Regions from separate parts of the Mus musculus genome. Here region 2 is linked to region 1. A link is a contact called in public promoter capture Hi-C data. All regions are on one chromosome and are shown on one strand. Each heading gives the region's core, a stretch centred on a gene start, on an enhancer-like site or on the middle of the called end of the contact. The rest is flanking DNA. Distances are from core to core; before and after follow the strand shown.

The links. Promoter capture Hi-C pulls out the DNA fragments that hold promoters and counts their contacts.
Region 2: a promoter capture Hi-C map of pre-B cells shows a contact between it and region 1, with 2.3 times the contacts expected there. The contact joins the promoter of 1700052K11Rik here to the promoter of Kif18b in region 1. A contact is called at or near these places in 2 of 39 promoter capture datasets (liver and pre-B cells).

The regions. Positions count from the first base shown.
Region 1 is chr11:102,922,678-102,927,416 of GRCm38.p6, forward strand. It overlaps Kif18b (kinesin family member 18B), which reads right to left and starts at 2,447. Exons shown (of 16, transcript NM_197959.2): 1 at 2,306-2,447.
Region 2 is chr11:105,180,041-105,185,149 of GRCm38.p6, forward strand. 1700052K11Rik (RIKEN cDNA 1700052K11 gene) reads right to left here and starts at 1,393. Exons shown (of 1, transcript NR_027956.1): 1 at 1-1,393. Tlk2 (tousled-like kinase 2 (Arabidopsis)) reads left to right here and starts at 1,487. Exons shown (of 22, transcript NM_001112705.2): 1 at 1,487-2,011; 2 at 4,172-4,254. The coding sequence starts at 4,174.

The DNA of each region.
Region 1 (4,739 bases), core at 1,197-3,696:
TAGTTCTACCTGCAGGTCAATCTAGTAGGGTTTTTTTTGCCCAGCTTCTGGGCTTTGTACATCCCTCACCTTGGCATCCATAGAGCAGTGTGTTACAATAACTGCACCCTCCTGCACACAGCTTGCTTTTGAAGTAGAATATCTTACATAGGCTATGCTTTTTCTATCCAGTGCTGGGTGCTGCACATGTCCTAATGCTGAGCTATAATATAGTTGATGCCTTTCTTTTGTTTTTCCTTTTCTTTGATCTGGATATACAGCTCAGCTTGGCCTTGAGATCCTGGTGCCTCTGCTCTCTAAGTGCTGGGACTATACGCACACGCCACCACTATGTCTGCCTTGCTTATTCCCTCTTATAAGTTGTGATTTATTTTTCTTGTCTTACTGGCTAGGAATCCTAGAACAGGATCGGCTGGAAGCAGCGATAGTGAGTGTTCTCGCATCTTTACTCATTTACAGGGGAATGTTCTTTGTCATTTCATATTTTGTTAGCTTAATGGCATTTGTCTCCATCCCCAGGTTACCCTGACCCACACTCGCAGACACTGAGCCCTGGCAGTGCAGAGGACTGAACTTAGGACCTTGAACATGCTACTTTCTGGTTCCTGAGGTTTTAGATGAGGTTTTTACAAGCACACCTATAAAAAGGGTAGACTTGTAATTTTAATCGCGTTCAAAATAAAATCTAGACTCTTAAGATGGAAAGAAAAGGTTTGCTTTTCTAATTGACTGTAAATATCTGGGAATTGAGTGTTTGTTTGTTTGTTTTCATTTGTGTGAAGGTAAATTTTAAGCTAATTTAATCACCTCATTGACCTCACACCAACTAAAAATTTCTATAGCTTCTATTTTGGGAGGACCGTGGTGAGGGTGCTGAGAACTAAACTCAGGCCTCAGTGCATACCAGGGAAGCATTTGCCACTAGCTCACACCCCTAACCCCATGCCAGCTCTCTTTTAACTATAATTATGATCTATTTAACTGACTTCAGTGTATTTTTGTTTTAAATTCCCAAGTGTGAATTCAATTTTTCATTTGTATTTGTGTGTGTGTGTGTGTGTGTGTGTGTGTGTGTGTGGTGTTTTGAAAGAGTCTCAATACAACTGGCCTTAAACTCAGAGACTCTTCTCCTCTGCCTCTCTCTCAGGGGCTGGGATTATTTTACTATGCCTAGTTTGTATTTATAACTTAACTGTTTGTGGAGAGAGAATATAGTTTATACAATATTATGATAATTTCAGTTGCTGTGTCACTAGATAAGAGAAAAGCTTTGCAAATGTCTCTAATAATATGATGCTTCTATACTTTTTTTTAAAAAAAAGGTATTAGGGCTAGGTTTGATCTCTAGACCATGAGAGAAAAAAAGGTACAAATGGAGCGAAATTAGATAAAAACAAAGTAATGGAGAATGAGATGCCTTAAAATCCTGACTGGCAGAGGGCATGGTTCCATAATGAAATAGGCATGGAAGAAATAGGATAGGGACATTGAAGGAAGCGCTGTTAACAACAAAAAGCTCATCCACAAAAGTAAAATTATATATGTCCTCCCAAGTCAAGCTTAACTACACTCTGTGCCTCCGTTTCTCAACATGCAAATTGTAATATTTTTTAATTATCTGTCTCACCAGGTTTGTGTTAAGCTTGAATGGCATTCGGTTTTTAAGTGCCCAACAAATATTAGACACCGCTGGTAAAGTTATATGATACATCATTTCCCTATGATGCACTGAACCACCAAAACCAACACAAACCAGTATTTTAAGTTCTTTGGCACAAAACAGGCTCTACCTTGTACTTGTCACAGTAGCTCAAATGTCCAAGGCTAAAAGACTCGATCATCCTGGTACTAATAGAGGCCTGGTTTTCTTTCATGCTCGCCAGTGTTTAGGAGTGTCCCAGTAACCAAGCTGCCTCCCTCGGTACACACACAGCCGCGTAATCAGCTCTGACAAGAGGAGCGGAGTGGTTCTCCCATTCTCTCCTGCCGGGCGTCCCAGATCTCCAATTCTGACCTGTAGAAAGACCCAATTCCACCTCCCACACGAGGAGGGGTAGCTGCTACGGAGCCGGGTGCACCTTTCAAAGGACCGGGTATACATGAGAGGACTTAATATGGGCCCCGGACCGTGGGACGCAGAGATCACGATCGGCTGCATTCTCGGTGTAAAGGAAGTGCCCTCCTACTCGTCCCTGACCTGCCCAAACAAGTGCTGATTCGGGTTCCAGACAACTGCAGCGAGCCCGCGCAAACGACAGCTCTGCACCGAGCCCGCGGGGCCGCCCCACCGTCGACCAAAGCCTACCTCTCGTCGGTTCCCGGTGCTGGTGTCGGGGGTCGCTTACGCGTCCCTCCGCCTCGGACAGGAGCCCTCGGATTCAGGAGAGAGCTCCCCCACACCCGATTCCACCGAACCAACCTTCTTCCGGCGCGGCGCGTTCAAACTAGCCGGTCCGCTCATCCGCGCTTCTCATTGGTCACCGCCCGGCTCGCTGATTGGCTGTTTCCTAAGTAACAAAGACAGCCGGGGGTGCGCTTGCGCACTAGTTCTCTTGCGCGCCTTGGGTTTCTTTGGCCAAATCAAACCGGACGGAGCGGAATTGCCACCAGAATCGAGTCTCTAGCAGTGTAACCAGGGGGCCTGCCCCGTCTCTGTGGTCTGTGGGCTGAGTTCAGCAGCGGTTACAGCGACCACACATTCGACAGAATTTAAAACCTGCTTTTGTGGCTTAAATAGGCACCCTCCAATTCAGAGTGGCTCGTGCCTTTAATCCCATCACGCAGAAGGCAAAGGCTGGCGGATCTATTTGAGTTCGAAACCAGCCACCCTCCAGGTAGAGCGTTCCAGGCCAGCCTGAGCTACATGAGAACTTTACTCGATCTCTCTCTCAAGTAAACTGTCCTCATGGTGGCGTTGTGAGCAAGTCTGGGGCATGTAAAGGTTACTGTAGGGTTTCTTTCACCACAACTGTGAACAAGCTAGTAGAGTCATTTAATACTGGATAACTTGACTCAAATTATTTATTCACCACACTTAGTTTAGTGAGGACAAAAACAACAAAATTACATGAAGTTAGGGTTAGTACAAAGATACAAGAACACTGAATACTCTTGCCTTCTCCGTCTCCAAAAGGAACAGTTGTTTAATGATAGCTTCCTGGTAAAGAAGTTCCCTCCTCGCTTACTGTAAATCTGGTTTTTTTGTTTTTGTTTTTGTTTTGTTTTGTTTTTTTGCGCCCTAAACGTCCCCACACACACACACACCCCAAGCTGAGAACCAAACCCAAGGCCTTTTCTTTTGAGTGAGTGAAGTTTGCTTGGTCTTTCATTTTATTTATTTATTTTTTAATGTATATGAGTACACTGTTGCTCTCTTCAGACACACCATAAGAGAGCATTACAGATGGTCGTGAGCTACTATGTGGTTGCTGGGAATTGAACTCAGGACCTCTGGAAGAGCAGTCAGTGCTCTTAACCGCTGAGCCATCTCTCTAGCCCCCAAGGCCTTTTCTTTACCACTGAGCTAAATCCCCATAAGTAAAAATTAAAAAAAAAAAAAAAAACGTAATGTGAATAACGCACCTTGTAGATGTTCAATAAAATGGCACTAGGTGTTCTCAGATTCATTCAACGATTGTTATGACAGGTTCAGAGGTTACAGTGATATGTGATATACAGAGCTCCCAGTCTATAGGAAAAACTTAGATATTTATCACAGGTGGGGATTGTGATACATGCCAAGGCAGGAGAGGGAAAATGTTACAAGTTCAAAGCCAGCTTCATGTACATGGTAAATACTAGATCAGCCTGAACTATAGGGAGTTCCTGAAAAGGGACAGAGGTGGGGGAGAAGAGAATTAATAACTAATAATAACATAAGATGATACAGGGTATAGTTAAAACATGCTGGGTATAGTGAGTTGAATATATTTGGTCCAGGGAGTGGCACTATTTGAAGGTGTGGCCTTGGAGTAAATGTGTCACTGTGGGCCTGGGTTTAAGACCCATGTCCTAGCTTCCTGGAAGTCAGTATTCTCCTAGCCACCTTCAGATGAAAAGGTAGAACTCTCAGCTCCTCCTGAGGCGTGCCTGCCTAGATGCTGTCATGCTCCCACCTTGAGGATAATGGACTGAACCTCTGAACCTGTAAGCCAGCCCCAAGTAAATATTGTCCTTATAAGAGTTGCCTTGGAGCCGGGCGTGGCGGCACATGCCTTTAATCCCAGCACTTGGGAGGCAGAGGCGGATTCCTGAGTTCGAGGCCAGCCTGGTCTACAGAGTGAGTTCCAGGACAGCCAGAGAAACCCTGTCTCGAAAAACCACAAAAAAAGGGGGGTTGGTGAGATGGCTCAGAGGTTAAGAGCACCGACTGCTCTTCTGAAGGTCCTGAGTTCAAATCTCAGCAACCACATGGTGGCTCACAACCATCTGTTATGAAATCTGATGCCCTCTTCTGGAGTGTCTGAAGACAGCTACAGTGTACTCACATATAATAAATAAATTAAAAAAAAAAAGAGTTGCCTTGGTCATGGGGTCTGTTCACAGCAGTAAAACCCTAAGACAGAAGTTGGTATGAGGAACCATACTCGGTACTGCTGAGATAGGCCTGACCATGCTTTTGTTTGTAAGAATGTGGACTTTGGATTTGGACATCAGTGGAATGCTTAAAGTGGTGCTTAATGGGCTATCCTAGTAGGAATATGGGAGACTTTGTTGCTGAGAGTGATTTGAACTGTGTA
Region 2 (5,109 bases), core at 143-2,642, 2.3 Mb after region 1:
GTGGGTGTTATTTTCTTGATCTCACTATAATCAAAGAACTGTCTTTGTTTTCCCACTGTGCAGACTTGAGGAGCCACAGTGCACTCCTTTTGTTCATCATTTTCATGCTTGAGACTGACTGCATTCTGGGGGCTCCTCCTTGCCCCCTTTCCCTACCCTTTGCTCCTGACTTGCTCTTCCCCTCTTCCCTTCAAAACGTTCATCTTTCCAAGCAGCCTGGGATCTGGAAGATGACTCCCAATTTGAGTTTTTCTACTTGAGTTCTGAAGGATGGAGAATGTACAAAAAGGAATTATCATCCTTTGCCCATTTGGCAGGTCTCTGTCCAGTCAATATGTGGAAAAATTAATAATAACAGAATTCTACTTTGGAGTACTTGCCAACGCCTGGAAAAGTTCAAGCCGGCTGTGTAAAAGCTTGAATGTTTCTCTTGTGATTCCCTTGTAGTCCTTCAGACACGTTCAGACATCTGGTCAAGGAAGCATCAGAAGAAAACAAAAAGCTGAGTCGTTACTTTGAAGTCCGTGTCTTGGCTCGTGAAACTAGGTGAAGAAAGTGACTTTTTCCCCCTTTGGCGCTGGGGTCAGAGGTGGAACCCTTTCCCATGCAGGAAAGCCCTCCTGTCGCAGGCGCTCACCCTCTCAGCAGACACTCTGAAGAGCAGGCCCCCAGCACCCCAGGAGGGCCATCTTGTCACCGGAGGTTAAGATGGAACCTCCCCCTAGGTGCTTTGAGAGAGTTCCCCGGGGGGCGGGTAGCGACCTCCGCTCTGGAGGGGGGCATGCTGGTGAGGGCTCGGCTGTGATCCCAGGACACCTTTGTCCCTGGAGACGCCAGGCCAGTCAGGTACGTGGAAGGCGAGAGCCGCCGGCCGGCTTTCCGTGCCTGTGGCGTGGCGTGGCGTGGCGTGGGGTCTGGGGACGTGGACCATGGCTGCGGGGGATGGCCGGCTGGCGGACATCGGGTGGGCACCGCGAACTCAGTGACACCCCTTGCCCCGCTCCCGGGCTCTCTCCTCGGATCCATCGCTGGGCAGAGCAACCTCTTTCCTCACCCCAAAAAATGTGTGTAGATGAGAGGCAGGGCGAGCGCGGCAGTCCCGCCGGGTCGCCGCTCCGACGCTGCTCCGCGGCCTGAGGCGCAGCCCAACCGTCGGCCTCCGACTCTGTCTCCACAAAGGCGGGCTCCCGAGGCTCCGGCCCCGGCCGCTTACCCGGCGCCCCCGAGCCGACCAACCACCCCTCACGTCGCAGGCGGGGCCGCAAGCGCCGCCAGCCGCCCGCCCTCAGCAGCCCTGTCAGGCGCGGCCTGTTCCGCCGGTGCGGGGTCCCCTGGTTAACCCCTGCCCGCCAGCGCGGCCGCTGATTGGAGGAGGCGGAGCTCCGGGGGCAGCAGCGACCCTCCCCCCAACACCTTTCCCGTCCCCTCCCCCACGGCCGGCACTACCTCCCCCCCACCCCAGGAACACCCCCCCCCCGTGCCTCCCAGCCGTGCAAATCTCGCGAGGAAACACGCGGTTTCACTAGTGTGTTTACACCGATCACTACTAATCCGGACCGAACCGATCCGGATTAAGGGGCCGGAGGCGGGTCCTGGGCACTAGCGGTTCCGACCCCCCCCCCATCCCGCCCTCCGCGCCGCACCCGAGTGGCCCCCAGCCGAGCGGGCCCCCACTTCTCGGCCCGACCCAGACCCTTCTGCGCCTCCCTTGGCCTTTGTCCGGCGCCAGGAGGCCGGCCCCGCGCCCCCCGGCGGCCGCCCGGGCCCGGGCCCGCGTCAGCCGCCTGGCTCCGTACGCGAGCTCGGGGATCTGCGGCCTCCGTGGCCCCCCTCCCCCGCCCGCCCTGTCGTGGAGCCCGGCGCCGCCGGCGGCTGCCCGGGCGGGGGGTTGCGGCGCTCAGGAGAGGCCCCGGCTCCGCCCCGGGCCTGCCCAGGGGGAGAGCGGAGCGGTCAGCAGCCGGGTCGGGTCGGGGCCCCTCCCGAGAGGAGAGTGGAGCGGCAGCGGCGGCAGGTGAGAAGCTCAGCCCCTGGACGTGGAAGGGCGCCGGGGCCTGGGGTATTAACCGTCCCGGGGGCCCCACTCCAGGGCCCGAGGAGGCTGCGACCCGGGCCGGCGTCGTGCCGCAGCTCCTGGGCGCCGAGGCGGGAGGTGCTCCCCGAGGGCTGCGGGGTCGCCGAGGGGCCGGGCCGAAGATGGACCAGGCCCAGGCCTGGGAGTGTGGCGGTCGGCCTGCCGGGAGAGGCGACTCCGGGGAGCTGGAGGCCTCGGCAGCCTACGGGGCGCCCCCGAGAGCTGTCCCTCGCTCCGTCCGTGACAGGTGGGCCCGGAGTTGGGGAAAGTTTGGAGCCGGCGAGGGGCGCCGGGACCAGGCCCCATCGGTCCTGCTTCCCGGCTTGGGGCCATTGGGAGGATCCCGGTCCAAAGCCCCTCTGGAAAGAGATGGGGTGGGTATTTTCTGATCATGAGTTGACATTAAATGGGGTAACTGCTAGGGCCTCATTTTCTGGGCCAGGCCTGGGGATGGAGGGTTGGGAAATGTTTCCAGAGACCTTGGGATTGGGGAGAGACTGCATTGTAACCTCTGCCTTTCCGACCTCGATTATTAGGGCAGGACAAGTAGTGAGCAAGGCCACCTACCTACTTAGGGAAAACTCGGTTTTCTTCTCAGTCTTTTTTTTTTTTTTTTAAGATGCCTTTCTACCATTCTAACAGTTTCCTAATTCCTTACTTGTGTGTGTGAGTGAAACTTGAATTCGTCACCTTTTCATTCCCCTTTGCTCCAGGCATTCAGTCCAGGAAGGGAAATGAAAGTTAGGACGGGTGTAGGGGATGTTACTGGAAATTATGGAGCTGTTAGATTGCAGAGAAGGTTTGATTCCTTTTTCAGTGAACTTTAATACAAATTTCTGCCAATCACTCCAGGAGTGCCTCCAGTAACTCTGGAATACTAGAATGTTTGAAGGGTTCCTATGTTATGATGCATGCTCTTTTTCTATTCTCAATATTGAAGAACTTTTTAATGGATGATGCAAGAGTACTTTCTCCCATCGGATGGACAAACTTGCTCATAGCATCTACATTAATTGGTCAGGAAAAGAGTTTAAAAATGGTGCCCTCCTGCTCCTCCCTGTTTGGGAGGAGTGCAAGCAGGTACCCAGAGTGGAGAGGAAACTACTGTTCCATGGAGTGGTCAGAAAAAGATTTTGTAAAGGAATTGTTACAGTTACATCAATTTCCTGAGTGAATGTAGGTTGATGGTTTATGTTGGGTTCTACATTACATTTACCATGAAAGAATTCCATTTTTCACTAGCTACTGTGAGCTATTCAGAGAAAGGAGCTATATACAGTAGGGCTTCTTGACGTTATTTGCAGCTTCTGATTCACTCTGGATTCACTTGAAATTATTAAATGACTCATATTTTTAGCTTAACTAGTTCTTATGTGTTTGGGAAAGAAATCTCTAGAAGTACTTAGATTGAAAGGTATCTGACAGGAGTTTTCTATTTGTAAGTTTGCCCTTGTTCTACCCTTCTGCTTAACTTTTACAGAGTTTATATGAAGAGTTTCTTTCTTTTTTTTTTTAAAGATTTATTTATTTATTATATGTAAGTACACTGTAGCTGTCTTCAGACACTCCAGAAGAGGGAGTGTCAGATCTTGTTACAGATGGTTGTGAACCACCATGTGGTTGCTGGGATTTGAACTCTGGACCTTCGGAAGAGCAGTCGGGTGCTCTTACCCACTGAGCCATCTCACCAGCCCCTTTATTTCTTTTTATTTACTTTTTTTTGTAATTTTTTTTTTTAAATTTATGTAGCCCTAGGTGGTCTTGAGTTTGCTGTGTGTAGACCAGGCTGCCCTTAAATTTGTGTCTGTCTGCTACTTATACCTCTTGAATGTTAGGATTATTACGGGGGGTAGACTTCCATACCTCCCTCCCCCTATAAAGACCAAATTAGAATTCAGGAAAAGTAGAAACGATCCTCGTAGGTGAGAACTTGAACTGCTACGGAATCTTAGATAACTGTTGATGACATCAGATAACTTATAGCACTTGAATGTGTATTTCCTTGAGGTTTACAAAATTACTGTGTGTTTTGTTTTACACAAAACTTTTTTCTTTTCAGTTAGTTTTCATGGCTTCTTGTCCCTCTTTCTTTTTCTGTAGAAATGATGGAAGAACTGCATAGCCTGGACCCACGAAGGCAGGAATTACTAGAGGCCAGGTTCACTGGAGTTGGTGTAAGTAAGGTGAGTTATTCAGCGATAATGAGCATTTCAGAGGATAACTTCAACACATTTAGGAGTTGCACAGAAGAGTTTCTGTGCTAGAAAACAGACTGATAGGTTGCAGGGGAGATTTGTCACGGGGTCCAGTGAACTTTGAGAATCCGCCAGTCATTCCTGTAGTCTATTTAAGTGTTTGTTGGGAGACTGTGCTTCTGTTAAGGGCAGAGCTTTCCTGAGGGGCTTGCTGCAAGACTACTGTTAAGATTGTGGATCTAGATTCTGTTTCATTGTCCGTTAAAACTTCTCAGCCACTCAGGAAGAAAAAGGCATTGTATAGCGTTCATACACTGGCTCTGTTGGGTGGTTACGTGACGGAGAACTGATGAATTGGCTGAGGTCTGCTACCTCTCCATATCTGCAGATGGCAGGCAGAGTCCTCCTGGTTGTATCCGCAGACTGCCTTTTCATTCTTCTTAATTTCTACTAGTGGTTTTCTTCTTTTAATTAATTAATTTACTTATTTTATGAGTATTTGCCTGCATCTGAGTATGTATGTACTTGGTGTGCATGTTTGGTGCCTGCAGAGGCCAGAAGGGGGCATCACATGCTCTGGAACTGGGTTTAGATGGGTGAACTGCCATGTGGGTCCTGGGAACTGACCCTCGTCCTCTGAGAGCGCTGTGCTCTTCTCTGCTGCACTGCCTGTCTAGCTTCTCACTGTTGCCATTTTGTGGAAGTGTAAACTGAAATCAAGCCCACCTCACTGGGCAGGTGGGATGTTGATAAGATAACACTATTCTGGCCTTCCGTGTTTTTCGGTACCTGCCTGTTTACCCCTCTGTTCTCACAGGACGGTTTTAGTGCATTATGTCTGTC